2 separate regions of the Gossypium hirsutum genome follow, and region 2 is linked to region 1. Evidence: chromatin contacts called from public Hi-C data. All regions are on one chromosome and are shown on one strand. The core of a region is the stretch at or near the end of the contact, and the rest is flanking DNA. Distances in the headings are between cores, read along the strand shown. Region 1 holds the start of LOC107954929 (LRR receptor-like serine/threonine-protein kinase RGI2). Region 2 holds the start of LOC107954924 (TSET complex member tstD).

Evidence for each region. Hi-C and Micro-C count contacts between places; a contact is called where the count stands out from the background.
Region 2: a Hi-C map of leaf shows a contact between it and region 1, with 2.0 times the contacts expected there. The contact joins the promoter of LOC107954924 here to the promoter of LOC107954929 in region 1. A contact is called at or near these places in 3 of 34 Hi-C or Micro-C datasets (all in leaf).

Annotation. Positions count from the first base shown.
Region 1 is chrD07:30,201,260-30,204,928 of Gossypium_hirsutum_v2.1, forward strand. LOC107954929 (LRR receptor-like serine/threonine-protein kinase RGI2) reads right to left here and starts at 1,909. Exons shown (of 2, transcript XM_016890621.2): 1 at 1-1,909. The coding sequence starts at 1,556.
Region 2 is chrD07:30,475,079-30,479,104 of Gossypium_hirsutum_v2.1, forward strand. It overlaps LOC107954924 (TSET complex member tstD), which reads left to right and starts at 1,720. Exons shown (of 4, transcript XM_016890618.2): 1 at 1,720-2,572. The coding sequence starts at 2,520.

The sequences.
Region 1 (3,669 bases), core at 659-3,158:
CCTATCTCATCTGGCACTGAGCCACCAAGATGGTTTTCAGACAGGTCAAGGAAGCTAAGGTTGTCTAGGAGCCCAATCTCTTTTGGGATCGTTCCGCTGATTCTGTTATTAACAAGCCGGACTCTAATAAGGGAACTGCAATTGCCAATCTCCGGAGGGATTGTGCCCGAAATGTCATTAGAAATTAAGAGAAGCTTTGTTAGATTTTGAAGCTGAAATAAACCGGAGGGTAAGCTACCAGTGAGTGCATTATGTGACAAGTCTAGAGCCTCGAGGCTCCTCCAACTAGCTAATGCTGCTGGAATGCTTCCTTCAAGTTTGTTTTGCCACGCAAAGAAGACCGTGAGCTTTGTTAATGTCCCAAGCTCTACCGGAATAGAGCCTGATATCTGATTAGTATCAAGCTGTAACTGTACTAGGCTTGTGGCATTAGATAGAATTGGTGGTATAGTGCCAGTGATATTGTTGTTACTAAGCATGAGCTCTTGAAGATTAGAGAGGTTGCCAAATGAGTGGGGTATGCTACCAGAAAAATAATTTAAGGACAGATCAATGGTCATCAAGCTTTTGCAGTTCCCTATTTCCTCAGGAATACTCCCTTCAAAGTTGTTCTGCCACAGCAACAACTTCTCCAGCTTCTGGAGCTTACCCAACTCCGGTGGAAGTGACCCGAAGAGATCGTTCTCATACAAATATAAGTCCACAAGCTCTGAACAGTTGCCTATGTGTGGTGGAACCTCACCTGAAAGCATGGTGGTATATACTGATAGAGTTTGGAGTTTGGTTAGCTTACCTAGTGAAACAGGAATTGAACCAGAGATTTTAGTATCAGCAAGGCCCAACACCTTCAGGTTCTGGCAGTCTCCAATCTCTTCTGGGATTCTTCCTGCAATGTCCTTGTTCCCACCTGCACGTATAACTTCAAGATTTGACAGTTTACCAAGTTCAACTGGAAGGATCCCACTTAAATAGTTGTCAAATATTAGGAGATTCTTAAGGCTGCTGCATTCACCAATGGCTGCTGGGATCTCCCCAGTGAGCTGGTTGGAGTTTAAAATCAAGTCCTGCAGGTTGTGGAGCTTTCCAATACTTGAAGGAATGCTACCAACGAGACTGTTTGCGCTGACATCGATGACAGTTAGTTGCAAGCAGTCTCCAATATCAGGTGGGATAGTTCCAGTGAGATTAGCACCAGAAATGACCAGCTTCTGAAGGGAAGGAAGGGATGAAAGACTGGAAGGAAAGGGAAGAGCTAGCTGGACAAACTGGATATTGATTTCAATGACGAAATTTTCAGAAGAACAAGTGATATAAGACCAGGTACAGGGGTTGGGGTCTGAAGGATGCCAGTTGGAGAGTGGTGAAGGAGGTGAAGGGGTGCTATGAAGCCAAGATAGTAATGCAATAGCTTCACTGTTGGCTGCAAAAACAGCATTAGGTATAAGTGTAAAGAAGAGTGATAGAAGTAGAAGGCGATAATAGTGAAGGTGAGTGGTCAAAGATTGCCTTGGCATTGCCTGCTGCTTGTAGTTTTTGGACTGCCTCGGCATTGGCATTGCCAATATTGCCTCAAATCCCAAACCACTCCTCTCTTAGTTTTGCATTGGGTCTCTCTCTCTCTCTCTCTCTTTTTTTTTTTTTTGCTTATCTAAAACGCAGTCTACTTGAGCTTCTAGTGCTATTAGTCTAATACTATTTCTACAACTATATTTCCTTTGCAGGCAAGCAAGAAAAGGGTAGATAAAGAAACCATTTGGAACTCACACACCACACCACCATCACTACCTTCACCTCGGGGTTCTGTTTTTTCCTTGTAATCTTTTTGAATATGTTTTGTTAGAGTACTTATGAACAGATGCACCATGTGTTTTTGCATTGTTTTCCTCAAAATGATTACTAGACTGGGTTGGTTTATTTTTGGAATTTGAGCCAAACCTTTGGGCTAGTCAAGCAAGCATCTTGGATTCTTTTTTCTTTTAACACTTCTCTTTTCTCAAAGAAGAAACAAATTTGATTTCAAATTTTCATGAACTACTGTTTCAAGGAAAATCCCCAATTGGTAAAATAAAATCACCCATCAATTACTCTGTTTTACCTCTCTCCACCCATGATTCTTAACCTGGGATTTCTCATTCTTCAAAACAGGTGACTATGGCCAAAATTATAGTATAACATAAAAAGCAATTTATGGTACACGATTAACAAGATTAGTCTCATCTTTTGTTCTATAAGAAAAGAGAGGAAGAAGTTGTCTTTAATTATAAATCAAAGCAAGAAGTCCATACAGATGCATCATCTGCTCCTTGTCCTTACCTGATCAATCTAGAATTCAACCTTAATTGTGAAATGTGAATCCCTTAATGGAGATTTCGGTTTTTTTTTTCTTAAAATAAATTATGTTCACTTCATTGTTTGCTTGCTTGTTAGCCTAAACCAATGCTTGTGTCAGGGATATGTCTCCAGGCTTTAATGACTTGAACCCATCAAGTCAGTTTAAATTAAGAAATTTGTTAATGATAAGAGAAATTTTTTTATCATATTAGTAAGCAATGTCCATTAAAACATAAATGAGCACATGAAATGAACATCCTTCAAAATGAAGCCTCTTTTTTCCAGACCTTACCAAGACACTCATTATTTCAGCATCCATGTGGCAGATAAAAAGAAAAGGTGTAATAACAATAAGCCAAGAAATACTCAAAATCTGTAAGTAATGTCCCTAACTTTGAGGTGAAAACCCCATGTGAATGAACACAATTTCAACCATTAGCCTGACTCAAAACCTGCCCTTGCCCCTACTGCAAATCTTTTTAACTCTTAAATTATACTACTATTATAATTATCAAAAGGAAAATAAAAATGTGAGCCTACCTAATGGCGTTTAAAGCTTAAAGGATTCAAAAATGCTGAGACAGAGCCCAAAGCTCAAGGTGGGTGACCTTGGAAACCTCCCCTCCAGGGAATCTATACACGTTTTGTTCTGTTTTGTCAAAGCCCTAATTATTAAATTACAAAACCAACTAATTCCTCTTTTAATACCTTGTTTATAGGGCAATAAACGGGCCACTTAAAAATAGGTTTATTGCACATATCTCCCTAGACTATGATTCAATTTTATATTCATCTCAAACTTTAAAATTCTTTATTGAGTCTCAAAATATTAATACCATATCAATTAAATTATTTTGTTAGCTTGGACGTTATAAGTCAATTTAGATACGATGTGTTTTAGGATTTAAGGCTAGTTTCGGATTTAAAGTTTAAGATTTTAAACACAATAAAATTTTGATCATGTCATATTTCAATTTATTTAAGGTTCAAATTGACAATGACCTAATTGATATGATATCATACTTTGAAACTCAATCATATTGCTTTGAAGTTTGAGATTAATTTAAAATGTCAAATTTAGACATCAACGTTTATATTTTTCGTCAATTTAACTCTTATTCTTTTATTAAGTTAAAGTTAACTACTAACCTTTCGAAAAGAGTATTATGCCAATTTAAAATCTCTATAATCCATCCATCCATACATGCACATACATTCTAAAACTATGATATATTTATTGTTAAAATTTTTAAAATTACTTATTCAATCCTTTTTAATTAAAATAAAGTATCAATAAATTTATTAGCATTAAAATTAAAGTTATCATTAAAGTGAAAT
Region 2 (4,026 bases), core at 470-2,969, 270 kb after region 1:
TAGAATGTGCATTGTCTTGGCATTGAGTAAAATGCTTCTCATATCTTCCTCATTCTATTACTTTTTTTTTTTGGAACTAAAAGCTCTCATTCTTGTTTGAATGGAATTAAATGACCATTCATAATAATGTCTCATAAGGAAAGACTATTTGCTTGGATAAACAACATCATCCTTGTTTTCCATTAAGAATACTTAGCACCAGTGAAATAAGGAGGTTTAGAGATAGGTTGAGACTCACCAAAGAAAATTGACCCAGAAGTAGTTGTCACTGTTGTAGAATGAGTTGCTGATTGTTTAAACTTCTCTGAAGATCTTCTCTTGGTTGTTAAACCATTTTCAGAGACTAGCTCAAATGACCAACTCGAAATCGCCAAGGGAAGGTGAGTTGACCTTTAAGAAAATTGTGGAAGCAAAACATATTCAATAAAGAACACAACAATTTATAGTGGTTTGGCCCCAATTGCCTACTCTACTACCTTAGCTTTCCACAACTAAGTATTTCTCCAAATTCACTAATTTGATAACCTTTAAGGATAATGTTTAACCTTATAATCTCCCTTAAGATTTCTACCCAAAATCTTAAGATTGCAACTCAATAACAATGAAAGCTCACAAGTGTGTACAAGAAAAGCATGAAAGAATTAAGCACTAAGGTTGTTTTTTTATTAATATTTAAGCTTGATGATCTCTCTTTTTGTTGTAGGATCTTTGGAAGCTGATATTTATATCCCTTAATTGATTTACAACTATTGTTGTTGTTGGAGATATGAATAGAGCCATTGGGGATGTGAAAACTAGTACATTTAATTCATTTGCAACAACGAGTATCGATACTAGCTAAAAAAGTATCAATAATTTTTACATTTAATGCAAAGTTTAGTGACCGTTGGAGCTAAAGGTATTGATACCAATGAGCTTTTATCAATACCATATGAAAATTATCAATACTCGATCGGTACTTAGTTGAATTGGTTGAAAATAGAATGTCAAATTGGTACTGATTTTAGAATGAGTATCAATATTTTGAAAACTATCGATACTTTTTAGCCTGGAACAATACTGACTTGTTTTTAAACAGTTTTAACTTGATTGAAAATGTTTAGCTCAATTGAAGCCGTTTTAATTTAATTTTATCATTTTGCCAATTTTGTTCAACTTTAAATTTTATTCAAAAGCATTTTATTTGTTATATCAAAACATATTATCAAATAAAGCTAGTTTAACAAAATTATTGGGTAAACTACACCCATAGTTAATCTAAAATAATGTTTGTCCTATTTTAATTGCTCTAAATTTTTTTCTCAATTTAATCACTCAAAAAAAATAACTCGTTAGAATTATCTGCTATTTATTAACAATCACACATTAACCCAATGAGTGTCAATGGCATGACTTTTCCAAACTCCAACAGTCATTTCCTCTTCTCTTCTTCCATCTTTTATGTTTCTGTTTTTTTGTTCTTTTTTGTTATTGTTCAATGAAGAACATTAATAAACCATCACTACCTTCTTTGAGTTTGAAATGACCTTCGTACTCCTCTCCTTCACTATTTCCTTCTTCTTCCTCACCGCCACTACAATGGATGTAAAAAGTCTGTTTGTGATGTCTTTTTACGTAATTTTAGATAACCACTTGGAGCCAGATGAACCTACAAAACGGTAGTCAAAATTAAGTAAACGTAGCAATGTATATGGAAACTGTTGAAAGTTGCATCGTTCCTCAAAACCGTGAAGAAAGATGAGTGTATGAGTTAACAAGCCTCGGGGAGAAGATATACACTAGGATGTAGTCGTTGTATATCTTCGACTTGATTAGCTTGTTCGCAATCAGGCACAGAAAACCAGACTGCAATACCAAAATAATCCACATCAGCAACAAACAAAACTCTTCGAACACCAATGGAACAAGCTTGGGTTAGGTCGTCAAAAGCTCCCCAAATCTCTGCTTCTTTCACAATTCAACTTGCAAATCCTAGCATCCATTGACCATTTTGATCCCTAATAAATTCCCTGAAGTCATAAGAGCTTTATTTGTATTGACCTTAAACTATCCCATAGTCGGTGGAGGCTAGCTGACCATGCTTCAAACTCTATCATCTTTACATCGAAGAGCCTTGCAAACCTAGAATGAAAAAAGTTACGCTACAGCAAATTAAGCGCGTTTTTAGTGGCGTTTAGAGCGAAAACACTGCAAAAGTTAAACTCTTAATGGTGTTTGTATTAAAAAACGCCACAAATATATACTATTAGTGGGGCTAAAAGAAACATGCCGTAATAAGTCGTTCTATAATGGCGTTTTTAGAAATAGTTTCTCTAAATACCTCTAAAAGTATAACAACAATACAAAATTCCATCCGACTCGACATCTGATCCGACCGAACTAAACGCAAAATAAAGAAAGGAAAATGGGAAAGAAAACGGCAATTGACGACACAGAACAAAGCAGGAGCAACTTCGCTGATCTCCGTCTCCCTGCCTCAAGAGAAAAAGGAAGTATCTGAGAGAGGGAGATACATCGCCATGATTCTCGCGGTGTTATTCGCCAACTCTGAAGGCAACATCTTAGTTGAACAGTACGTCTGCCCCTCCATTTTCTCCCATCCTATGCTTTGATTTCTTTTGCTGATTTTTCTAACTATGCTCTTTATCGCTTCTAGTTTGTTGAATTAGTTGAATCTTTTTTGTATAGACGTAGATCGTTAATGGGTCTTTTTTTTTATGGAAATCGAATAATTTTATTCTACTTTCTAGATAGGATTTGATTTGGTAGAAATTGGAAATGGATGATGTTTGGGAAACACATGATATGTTTCTTCAAAAGTGTGTTTTGCTATAAAATTTAAAATTCAAAATTCAATTTTTTTATTTAATGCCATGGAAAATTAGATTTTGTTTTTGAAATATTGAACAACCATTTCATTTCACGAACACAATTTGCTCTACATTTTCTTTCAAAATATCTCTCAAATCTTTCAATAATTTTTTAAGCTTTTGAATCTTATCAATCAATTTTGAAAATTTTATTTTTAGGAAAATTTTCCATGTTTTTAAGATCAAAACATGATTTTCCATTTTTTTTTCTATTTTTGTAAGAATATGGAAAAGAAGGGAGATCGTTTTCTTGATTGTTCTTGACTTTGATTTCTGGAAAATCCAACTAGGCAATGGTGATGTAACCTAATTTAATGATTTTCTATCCATGAAACTTAATTTCTAATGATTTCCTCATTTTTAAAACTATGCTCATGTTCGTTGGGTTAGAGAGAGTCGAGATTTTTAAGATTTCTTGTTGTTTTTCAGGTTAGATTTACCGTGCTAATGAGATTTCTTATTGTCTATGTGAGGAAGAGTTGAGATTTCAACAGAGAATTCAATGTTTTTAGGTTAGTTTTAAGTTCTTAAGTATAAACGTAAGGTTAGATTTGAGTTATGGTAGGTTTCGGTTTGATTTCTTGAATGTTTTTAGGCTAAATCGCATTGCATGATTTTGTTGAATTTTAAAGGTTTTGATGGTTGTGATTTTGTTGATCTGTTCTAACATGATTGAACTATGTGAAACGCTTGCATCTGCCATTAGCACTGAATTGATAGTTAATTGCACAAGTCTAGCATGGACTGCAATGAGCACATCATTCATTTTTAGTTATTATGTAAATGTTTTAAACATGTAGCTAAAGTTTGTTAAGTTGCAGAGAGTCTAAAGTATAAACAATGGTTCAACAGGCCTGATTCACTGGATTTCTTTACCAAACTTCCATCTTTGTTCGGGTGGCCTGGTAGCTTTCACAAGTGGAAAAGCCATTTTGAGAGTAAAAAGAAACATAGTCTGTACTTACGGATACGTTTTAAACTGGGCAGTTGGTTCTTCTAATTCAAAATACAGCAGTAGCATAACCTTTTTGCTTCTGTCATGTTTTATTTTTTTCTACCCTGAAATTAAGTTAATTCCATGAGTTAATTCATCAAGGCCACAAGTTTCCTGTCTTTGTGGATTATGGATGGATCTGTTTCCTAAACCTTAATTAAA